Linked DNA regions of Mus musculus: region 1 is linked to region 2. The links are chromatin contacts, called in public Hi-C maps. All regions are on one chromosome and are shown on one strand. The core of a region is the stretch at or near the end of the contact, and the rest is flanking DNA. Distances in the headings are between cores, read along the strand shown.

What was found. Hi-C and Micro-C count contacts between places; a contact is called where the count stands out from the background.
Region 1: a contact with region 2 is called in a Hi-C map of embryonic fibroblasts, with 4 times the contacts expected there. The contact joins the enhancer-like site here to the promoter of Rnd3 in region 2. A contact is called at or near these places in 4 of 39 promoter capture datasets (the 3T3-L1 cell line, 3T3-L1-derived adipocytes and frontonasal cranial neural crest), 2 of 484 Hi-C or Micro-C datasets (both in embryonic fibroblasts) and 4 of 115 datasets of contacts at active chromatin or transcription factors (the NIH/3T3 cell line, bone marrow-derived macrophages, embryonic stem cells and 1 more).

The regions. Positions count from the first base shown.
Region 1 is chr2:51,348,079-51,353,531 of GRCm38.p6, forward strand. No RefSeq gene overlaps it. Among named protein-coding and RNA genes, the nearest start is that of 1700057H21Rik, 87 kb to the right of the region's middle. Within about 2 kb of position 1,708, at least 8 of the 459 cell types and tissues checked have an H3K27ac peak or open chromatin away from gene starts, as enhancers often do. A contact at or near this core is called in embryonic fibroblasts, where this site is marked.
Region 2 is chr2:51,147,239-51,152,679 of GRCm38.p6, forward strand. Rnd3 (Rho family GTPase 3) reads right to left here and starts at 1,873. Exons shown (of 5, transcript NM_028810.2): 1 at 1,487-1,873; 2 at 986-1,073. The coding sequence starts at 1,636.

The sequences.
Region 1 (5,453 bases), core at 458-2,957, 200 kb after region 2:
TTGTGAGCTTTTCTACCTTGGCCTTTTAATTCCTTGGGTCTTTATATGTTTCAGCATGTCTTGGCATCTCCATCAAGGTTAACTAGCCCATGGTTATTTCTTTGTGTAAATTTGGTGATCTTAATAACATAGCCATCATGGGGTGCATTTCTTTGTATACTAACCCATAGATTGCTTTTGGGGTACCATGAATCATCATGGAGGTATACATAGGACTTCCTGAGTTTGAAGCTCCCTGGTGTCAACTCCTGTGGCACATTTTGGTACCTCCTTCTCACCACCCTAAATTCATCATAATATTTTAGTAATTAGCTATTAAATGGTTTTAACTATACAAAGGGATCCCTACCCAAAGATCTTTTCTCCTCTTTTGGAAAAATCTGGGAGAAATATGTGTGAAAATATGTTTTAAAATAACCTTTTATGTTGCATTGAAGATTTCTTTACAGAAGAAATTGTTTTCCCTAAGTTTCAGAAAATAAATATTTTAGAATTTTCCACACCTATTTACATTTTGTATTTTACAGGCTTTAAAAAATCCAAAATCTAACCTCATTTCACAGGACATATGAAATGAACACTCAGATCATATTTTTATCTTGGACCATAATTTATGTATTCTGCAGGAACGCAGACAAAATAATGTATGTTACCCCTCAGTTAAAAGAACTATCTCTAGTAGGGATCAGAATCACATGCTGAAGATGTGAGGCCATGTAAGAACAGCGAAGAAAGTGCCCATCTGTCAGCCAGGAACAGAGCTCCCAACCCTGATGTCCACCTTCCAGCTTCTAGAGCTTCAATAAACAACTTTGCCATTTAAGCCAGTCTATGGCATTTTGCTGTGGCAGCCTGGCCTAATAGATACAATACTTCCTCTTTCGTTGAACCCTGCATCAATAGTGTTAGCCCACAAATACAGCTACAGTTTGGAGAAATGTGCAGGGGTGCCCAGGCATACTCCCCAGGCAGGCACTACACTAGTTGAAGCCTGTTCTTAAGGTTTTCATTTTTTGAAAGAAATGTAATTTAAACCAGGATTGAGACTTTTTTCACACTAGATTGTTTACAACTGTGATACTTTTAAAAGGGGAACTAGAGGTTTGACAAAGCCAAGTTCAAAGCCCTGGTTTCAAAAATTGGAGGAGCCTTGGATGTATGTCCTATTTAACCAAGTTCAGTCACTCATACTGTTTACCTTGCTTCCTCACTTTTTTTAAAAATATTTTTTTGCCAGTATTTGTTCACTGTTTCTTTCCTCCTTTCCTTCCTACTCCTATACTGTTATCTTTTCATAGATCTGTTCATAAGTTCTCACTTCACATATTTCCATGAAATTTCCATGTTGAGACCCAAAGCCTGTAGAATCGAGAGGCACGTACTGTCTGGGGTTTGTTACCCACGTAAAGATCCCAGAGAATAATTTTAATTGAACTGATTTATTAAATAACTTATCCCAAAGGAATCTCGGGAGTGGGGGCTGTGTGGAATAAAGAAGAAGACAGAGAAGGAAAAGAAGCCAAGGAAGCAGTGATCTCAGGTAGACTCTTCCAGAAGGTAGACTCTTCCAGAAGGTAGCCTCAGCCTGATGCTGAAGAAACTGCAGACTGTGAGTTCTGCCAGAATAATCCCCACAACTCAGGGACTTGGGGATGCTGTAACACTGCCACATCTGTAGTCACTGATTATGGACATCTGTGGAGGGTGTTAGTACCCAGTGCTTCTGGCTCACATCCCTGGATAAGAGGGCTCCAGGAGTCCATACGCAGTTCCCAACATGTAACAAATGTTGTAAAAATGAGAGCCAGGAGGATCTTGGAAGGTATTCAACTTTCTTGACTATCCATGCTCAGAACTGTGGAAGAAAGAGTCCTTGAAATATTTAGTAACCTGTCATGTCTTGGTTAGTTGCATATGTCGTACTACATGCACACACACAGACACACACATGTGTGAGTGCACACACGAGAGAGGGAGGGGAAGGGGGGTGGGGAGAGAAAGAAATACACTTTGTTATCATTCCTAAAATGCCAAACTTTGTTAGTCACTATCCAAAGTTATTTGCTTAAAAAGCAAATTGCTTCTGTGATACAAGTTTTTTTTTTTACATTTTATTCATTCTTTAACATTTTCAAGTTTCATGTAATCTGTTTTGATTATACTTACTTCTCAAGTTCCTCCCAGATCCACCCCTCTCCTATCCACTCAACTTTGTCTCTGTCTCTGTGTCTGTGTTTCTGTCTCTGTGTCTCTCTTCCTCTGTCTCTTACTGTCTCTCTTTCTCTGTCCCCCCTTCTCTGTGTGCATGTGCATTTGTGTGTGTGTGCGAGTGAGTGTGTGAAACAATTCAAGATCAATTTGAGCTGTCTAAATATTCTTGATGTGAGGCCTTATAGTGGTCTATGATTTTTAAGAGTAAACTGATCCCTCTTTTTCTATTAGCTAACAGTTGTTAATTTTTCCATGCCTAGGGGTGGTATTGTGTGCCTAACTCTGCCTCTGTGCTGAGATTTGTTCTGGCTTGGGCTTGCACATGTTTTATGCATGCTGTTACAATTTCTTTGGGTTCATATGCACCCCTGCCCTGTCATCTCTAGAAGATGGCTCCTTTTCATTGTTCACCTTCTCTGGCTCTTCCATCTTTTATGCCCCATCTTCTGCTATGATCCCTAAGTCTTTGGAGGGTGTGTGTGTGTGTGCATGTGTGAGCATGCCTATGTGTATGTGTGTGTGTGTGTGTGTGTATGTGTGTGTGCATGTGAGAGCATGCCTATGTGTGTGTGTGTGTGTGTGCAAGTGTGCAAGTGTGTGTGTGTATGTGTGTGTGCGCATGTGAGAGCATGCCTATGTGTGTGTGTGTATGTGTGCAAGCGTGTGTGTGTGTGTGTGTGTGTGTGTGTGTGTGTGTGTGTGTGTGGCTTATATGTCCCCTTTAGTGCTTTAGTGTTGAATGTGCCACAGCTTCTTATTCTCTGCAATCTGGCTAGTTGTGGGTTTCTGTGTCTGTGTTTCTGTCTCTGTGTCACTACTTATTGCAAATAAAGCTTTTCAGATTAGGGCTGAAAAAGGACTTGATCTATGGATATAATGATAGATCATTAGAATCAGTTTAATACTATTTTGCTTTAAGAGAATAGTAGCAATAGGTTGCTGCTCAGGGTCTATGATCTGTTTTTCCAGAGGTTCTTCGCCCTATACCAGTAAGATGTGGGTTTCATCTTGTGGAATGAGACTCAAGTCCAATCGATATTAAGATTAATAGCAATAGCCTACATGTTTATGAGTCTATGGGACCTAGTTGGAATGAGTTACTTCTTTTGAAGTTGTTAACAATCTTATACTTGCTGAGAGTCCCACTTCTTTTGTTTGTTGGAAAAGAAGGAATTAGAAGCTGCAACTCAGAATCTTCCACTTCAGCACTGCTATCTTTATGCTGCAAATCACGGTACCATTGTTGCCATATTTGGATGACATCTCTGGCTGTTAGACATGATTTTGAACTTACGGGTTGTGATTTTACACTTTTTAAAAATGTGTGAATAAACTCAGATTTATTTCTAAAAATGTCCATTTAAAGGTATTATATATTCCTTGCTAGGAAAAAAAAATTACACTAAAAAATCATTGCTCTAGTAGAATTCAGTGGGTAACTCAGTTAGCTCCGTGTGCTGATTTGAATGAGACTCATATGGTTAAACACTCAGTCCCTAGTCCAGGGAATGGTTTGTAAAAGATTAAGACATTTGGCCTTGCTGGAGGAAGCACATCACTGTGGAGAGCTTTGAGGTTTCACAGGACTGGAACCATTTCAGGTTTGTTCTGTCGGACTCCTATTTGCAATAGAGGATGTGAGCTCTCAGAAGTTCCAGCCATCGTGCCTTTGTTCTGTAATTATGGATTCTAAACCTCTGGAATCATAAGTCAAATTAAACACTTTCCTTTATAAATTGCTTTGGCCATGATGTTTTAGCAAGCAATAAAAAAGTAGCTAAGACATTCAGTATAGAAGCCAGGCAATGCATGCTGATAGCAGAAGCTAAAGTGCCTTGGTTCAAATGCCCCTTTTACTAATAGCAAAATGTTTTCATTGGTCAATTTGATTAACCTGTTAACTTAAGTCCCTTTATCTATAATCAAATATAAGATTTAAACTTGCTTTTTTTCAGGCTGTCAGAGATCTCCTAGTGTGTTTTTACACTGACGTAGTAAAACACTGACCAAAATCAACTTAAGGAAGGAAGGGTTTATTTGGCTTACACTTTCATATTACAAACATTCATTGATGGAAGTCAAAGACAGAACTCAAGGCAGGAACCTTGTAGAAAGAACTGATGAAGAGAGTGTGGAGAGATGCTGCTTACTGGCTCACTCCCCTTGGCTTGGTCACCCTGCTTTCTTACACAACCCAGGACTACCTGCCCAGGTATAACACCAACCACGGTGTGTTGGCCCCTCCCACACCAATTTCGAATCAAGACGATGCCGCCACAGGCTTGCCTATAGATTAGTCTGATGGAGGCAGGTCCTCACCTGACAGTCCCTCTGCCCAGATGTCATCAGTTTGTGTCAAGCTGACAAAAAAAACTAAGCAGCACAGGGGACTGTGGGAGAAAAATACAGGATGCTCACACATGATTCTGCTACACAGGATATTTTTTTTTATAAGAACAAGGCTGCAGGAGTCAGACAAAGCTCTGCATTATTGTGTGCCTGTGAGCCTGTCTATCAATAGAATGTTAATGATGTCATAATGACTAAATCTCTATAAAATTGCATCCATTGATACATGAAATACCTAGTAAACACAAACTGCATATCAGATTCAAGTTTCTGATGTTTAACAAGCTATATAAACACTTCCTATGTGCCTCAGCTGAATTCCATCACCCTCTCTGTTTTATTCCATCTTTATACTTTTATAAGTAGAAAACTAGCTTAACCATGCAACTTTGGAACGGACAACAGCATCAGGGTCTGTTTATCTCCATAGAGATCTAGTGTTAGAATATGCTTCTTTCAATTAAGTTGAAAATTGCCTGCATCTGGCTTCAACCCTGTTTGTTCCTGGAACAATGTGAATTGAGCTGTTGCTATTCGGTTAATTCTCTTGGCCAACAGAACTGTAATTTGTTCCTGCCATTAAGGATGTACTTCCAGAAACTGCACAGTTAAGGATCAGTGGCAAAATAGATGAAATGGTTTTGAGTGTGGCTAGGCTTTTATACAGAGACATCCAAAACACTCACAGAGTCGTCCAAAAGGTCCTGTGTCTATCAAATCAGTCTTGACTCCAATCTGGAGCTTCTTGCAATAGGTAAACCTCGGATTTTGCTATTTAGTGGTTAGAATGATGTCCAGACCTTATTAGCTGAACTGAGACAAAATTGGGGCTGAAAAATTAGATTTTTTAAAAAATTAATTTCAGGTGGATTTTCTTTCTTGGAAAATTAAGC
Region 2 (5,441 bases), core at 623-3,122:
CAGATTGGTAGTTTCTGCTCCTCTGGAGAAGGTATGGTTTCTACTAACAGTAGGCGTTTCTCCCGACGAGCCTCTGGCCAGTCTTGATACCGGGGGTGTGTGGGGGTTGGGGGGTGCTCAGTCCTCACTGTCCCTTCCCCGAACTCAGCCGGGGCTGCCAGCCTTCCTGCCCGCGAAAATCTGCCCTCCCCACCACCTTGTGCCACGTTGGTGGGTGGGCGCATGGGAAGGCAACAACCCGGCCTTGAACCCTAGACCTCTGGACGGAACCCTCCAAGGCGCCAATAATTCAAGTAGACAGGAAGGTCAAAGGCGATCGGTGCTGCCTGCGGCTCTGCAGGCAGGCGAAGCCGAAGCAAAAGGGTAGGGGAGTGGTATGTTCGGAGAGCTGGCACAGAGTGATCCCTGGGCGGCCGCAGAAGCCGCTCTGCACCGGTGGCACAGAGGCTGCGGGGGCGGAGGCCCCGCGGTGGCCGCTGCCGGCACCACCAGCGCATTCCTGACAGTAGGCGTCACGGGCGCTGGCTCCGGCCATTCACCCATCTCCCTCAGCCTGGAACACCCCACGCAACCCGGAGGCTTTGGGGATCTTCTCCCAGCTCAGCCTGCGCCCCTGCCCCCAAACCAGATGGCTGGTGACACCCATGAGGGGCTTCCTCCGCGAGCGGGAGGGCTTCCACGCTGCTCTGTATGCTCCAGCACTGGGCCACCCTGGCGGCCCGCTCCGGCACGGCTCCAAGGAAGGACAACACAAGGCCATGCGGCCACCAGAGGCTCCTCCAGCAGGGTCACTCCGGACACCTAGCGTCCTCCTGTCCCCAAGACCACAATCACTCCCATTGCTGCCCCTGCCCAGAAAGGATAACATTTTCCGGCGGCTCGGGACCGGGAAGTCCCTCAAGGAGCCACATTAGCAGACAGGGCACCAGATCCCGAGCCCCCGGGCGCACCGGTTCAGACCGCCACGCGGTGTGCCGAGTCTTACCTGAAGTGTCCCACAGGCTCAACTCTATTCTTTGTGTGTCGATTTCAAAACTGGCAGTGTAATTCTCAAACACCGTAGGGACGTAATTCTGGACGAACGAAAGGGACAGAAGAGGAAGGTGGCAAAGAGATTATTAAAAACACGACCCGTAGATCGAACACTTGAAAAACCACCAAGCCCCCAATTAAAAAACCACCACCACCAACAACCTCACACTCCTTACACAGTAAACACGCAGCCCCCTCCCGAGAGCCCACCCAGGTCTCCCCACCCGGCCTCCCACACTGAAACCAGCAAGTTTCTGGGGCCAAGAGCCCAGGGTGCTGGCGGGTCCCAGCCAAGACCCTTCCAGGACACTTTCGCTTCCCGGCCGTGTGGCGGCAGAGACGGCTGGGCATGAGAAAGATTTTCAAGAAAATCAGTGAAGCAGGAGAAAGGCGCAGTCCTCCAGACCGGGGACCCCACCAGCCGCTCCCCTCAAGACGTGCGGGTCACACTCACTTCTGGGAAGCAGTCCTTGGCGAAGACGTGGAGCAGCGCGGTTTTCCCACACTGGCTGTCGCCCACTACTACTATCTTGCATTTCACGTTCTGATTAGGATCCATGATAGATTTACTGGATAATTTCTGGCTGGCTCTTCTCTCCTTCATTGATGTTGCCTTATTTTCTCTTGGAACAGGAATTTTCTCTTTAGAAGAAAAAATATATATATATATATACTTCTCTCTATAAAAAGCAGATATAAAAATAAATCGCAAGGCCGGCGGGAACCCCTTTAAGCACAGCGGAGTGGAGGAGGAGAGGCAGCGGCTCTTTACTCCTCTCCTACAAGTTTTCTGCCTGACTCCGCGCCTCTCTTCCCAAGTCCAATTCCGATCGGTCTGCTTTGTTTCACGCTCTCCGCGCCGCTTTATACGCCCAGCCTTCCAATCCGCTCCGCTTTCTCAATGAGAGAAGGAAACCGATCCGCCTCCTCCCCTTTTATGGAGCCTGGGAGCCAGCACGGCCGCCCCGTTGGCGGAAAGTGTAAGCAGCGCGCCCTCTAGGGTGGCGTGCAGGATGGCTTGCAGACCCAGGTTCTGGCATAACCTGAAGGTGCCAGGCAGGATTTGCAGATGGGTAGGTTGTTCAGGGCCAGGGTGAGGGGAAGCAGATAATCTGTGCACATGGATTTGCATTGGGATTCCTTTCAAATTGCTTTCCAAGGGGCTCGCCTCCAGAAGCCTCGTCATCATTTGTGAAAATAAAAAAAAAAATTCCCAATCAAATTAATAATACAGAAGTAAATCTTGGAAGGGAAAGGCTAAGTTTTTGTGTTCCCAAACCCATAAAATCATTATCTATCTATCTATCTATCTATCTATCTATCTATCTATCTATCTATCTATCTATCTATCTACCTACCTATCATCTATCTTCTATCTATCTATCTATCTATCTATCTATCTATCTATCTATCTATCTATCTATCTATGTATCTATCTATGTATCTATCTATCTATCTACATATATAGTACATAATAACATAGATGATTTATTTCAAACACTAGAACTCGTTTTCCTTGACCTTTGTAGAGGACTGGCTTTTTAAACTGTCAGATTCAGCTATTCCAGAGAAGGTAGGAGGCTTTGGGGAGTGACATGATAATGTGAATAGGTGCAGGGGCGAGAAAAAAGAGAGATGACAAAAACTATCAGAAACTTGGCCGCAACTGCCACTCTCTCTGTGACAGCTCTAGAACCAGGGGTCTAAGCACTCTTTGCTCCCTTCAGCTGTACCCTCCCTCCTTCACCTAAGAATCAAGGAGTTGGACTTAAAAAGCACACATGCTCATTGTGGAAAATTTAGGGACTCCCCTCCTCCACACACGTACTCCAGTCATTCCAAGTCTCCCTTTCAACAAGTCTTAGAAGAGACAGACAAGACTGTGTTTGTTCTCTTGTCTTCTGAGAACAGTGTCTTCATTGCCAGTCACCCCGACAGCCAGGAAGCGTCAGTTATTAAATTTGTAGTGAAGGTGTCTGGGAAGAAAGTTCAGCCTGTGAAGGGCTTGGTCAAGTGCGACTTGAATTTCACCACCAGCACCCATATAAGGAGGCACTCCTGAGACAGACCCAGAGGATCCGTGGGGCTTGCTAGCCAGCCAATCCAGTCAAATTGAGGAACTCAGGATTCAGTGAGAGGCCATGACTCAAAGATAATGTAGATAGAAATTGAGGAAGATAAACAACCTCTGGCTTCCACACATATACTAAACACATACATATAAGTACTTACACATACACACACAACCCTTTAAGGAAAGTATAGTGACTGAATATGTAGTGAATTACTAGAATCATGAAATCACAGGACCTAGAATGCTATCTTACTTCTTTCAGACTCGAGAACCTTGAAGTCGTCCCCTAAAGACAGTCCTGAATCTATCTTTGGGGATAGGTGTGTTTTACACAGGCTGACCATGGAAAGGGCAGAGCTGGCCGAGGTCATATGTCTGCATTTGCCAAAATTTGCTTGGCAGAGCTTTATTCGTTTGCCCCAATATCATCTCTTAAAGTCTTAGGTTGCACTGTCATGTCACAGAGGGAAAAGTATCCTATGTGAACTTCATAGAGTTTACCCTAGCATTTCCCTAGTCTTCCTAGTGCGGGAAATGCTCCTCAAGCTGTTTGTGTGGTCGAGGGAGATTGGGCAGAGCAGTGGGGGCTTTCAGACAAAGATGCATTTAGGCCATGAGCTTCACAGCTTCTGGCTAAGTGACACTGGAGTAGTCATTTCATCTCTGTAAGCCTTAGCTTTATCTTCTTTAAAATAGGTTTCATGAAGACATTGGTAAGAAGATGACAATGGCGCCTGCCTGTACTTGGTATTTCCCTGTAGCTCCCACTTGCTTGCCCAGAACCAAGTCTCATGTCTGGGTGAATCCTGGATTCATTAGTCGACTTACTAATAAGAAGTGGGCACATTTTTGTTCTCTCTCTCTCTCTCTCTCTCTCTCTCTCTCTCTCTCTCTCTCTCTCTCTCTCTCTCTTTCTCTTTTTTAACCTATGACACTTCCCCTTCCAGAGAGATGACTTGGCCTGCCACATTCCTGAATTGATATAGTTTATATGGTCAAAGTCACCTTACCTACAATTAATTATTAGTTATTTTGAGTTGACTTGTTAATGAACTGGACATCAGATAATTTATCATCTAAGCTATATCTGAGCACCAAATAAGACACCGCCAATGATCTGGCAGGCCTCCAGGCTTAAAGGAGTTTACTCCTTGCTAATAGTAGTATAGTCACTTCCCCAGGGATTGCTCTGGAATTATAGTGGATAGATATTTTTAGAAACCAGGTGACCTGAATCTCCAGAAATTTGCCAGCTGCTAAGTGAAATGTAATAGACATGTGACTGAGTAGCAAATCAACTTCCTGAAGCCACCAGCACTTCTAGGAAATGAATTCTTTCTTTTGTCTTTTGAATGTACTTTTAACACCTAAACATTTAGTTTAGTAATTATTTATTAGGTGCCTGCTATATGCCAGGCACTGTTCTAGGAGCCTCAAATAGGGCAATAAACATGAAATTTTCTTTCTGCTCCCAGAGAATACATTTTAGACAGTGCTCAATAAAATATAAGGAAGAGAGTACACAAATCAGACTGAATGTGCTGAGCTCTGTAATGCAAACCAGGATTCTGTGAGAAAGCAAAGTTTAGTGGTGCTTTCTCAGTGTGTCTCCGTGGAGATGGATTCCTTGAGAGGAGGAGGGGGAGGAGGAGGAGGAGGAAGAGGAAGAGGAGGAGAGGAGGAGGAGGAGGGAGAGGAGGAGGAGGAGGAGGAGGAGGAGGAGAAATCAGCCATAAGCAGGCCTTACAGCAGGCTGTTCCAGGCAGGAACAGACAACAGGAAGGTCAGATGGAGGGAAAGTGTTTGGCAGCCTTGAGGAACAGAAGGAGGGCCAGACTGAGGCCCACTGAAGGGAAGCATCAGGAGAGGGAGACACCAGGAAGAGCAGGGGCTGGGTAACCAGTCTTAGAATCTGGACTTTTCTGGGAAGGGTCACATGAAACCAGTCACAGAAGGGCATATATCAGGGTCATAGCATGATTGTATGAATGAACAAGGAGGCAAACAGATGACTCTGGACCTGGGTCTGGATCTGGGTCTGCACTTTTCTGTAGCTTGGCTTCCTGGATGAAGCCTCATCTTAACTGAGAATATTGGACACAAACACACCTTAAGCCCTAGACAACGTAAAGATGCTAGAATGCAAAGAAATGTTTCCCTGGAGACACAGAATCACCCCATTGAGGGCATCATCTATGGCCTAATGGCCTTCCTTGTGCGGTGCTCCTTGTTAGTATTTCTTTGTCTTCTCGTGGCTCTTTCTTACTTGCTAAACCATGAAGGTTAAGAAAGGGGAAAATAAGCAGCAAGAACGTCTGTACGGTTTTGTTAATTG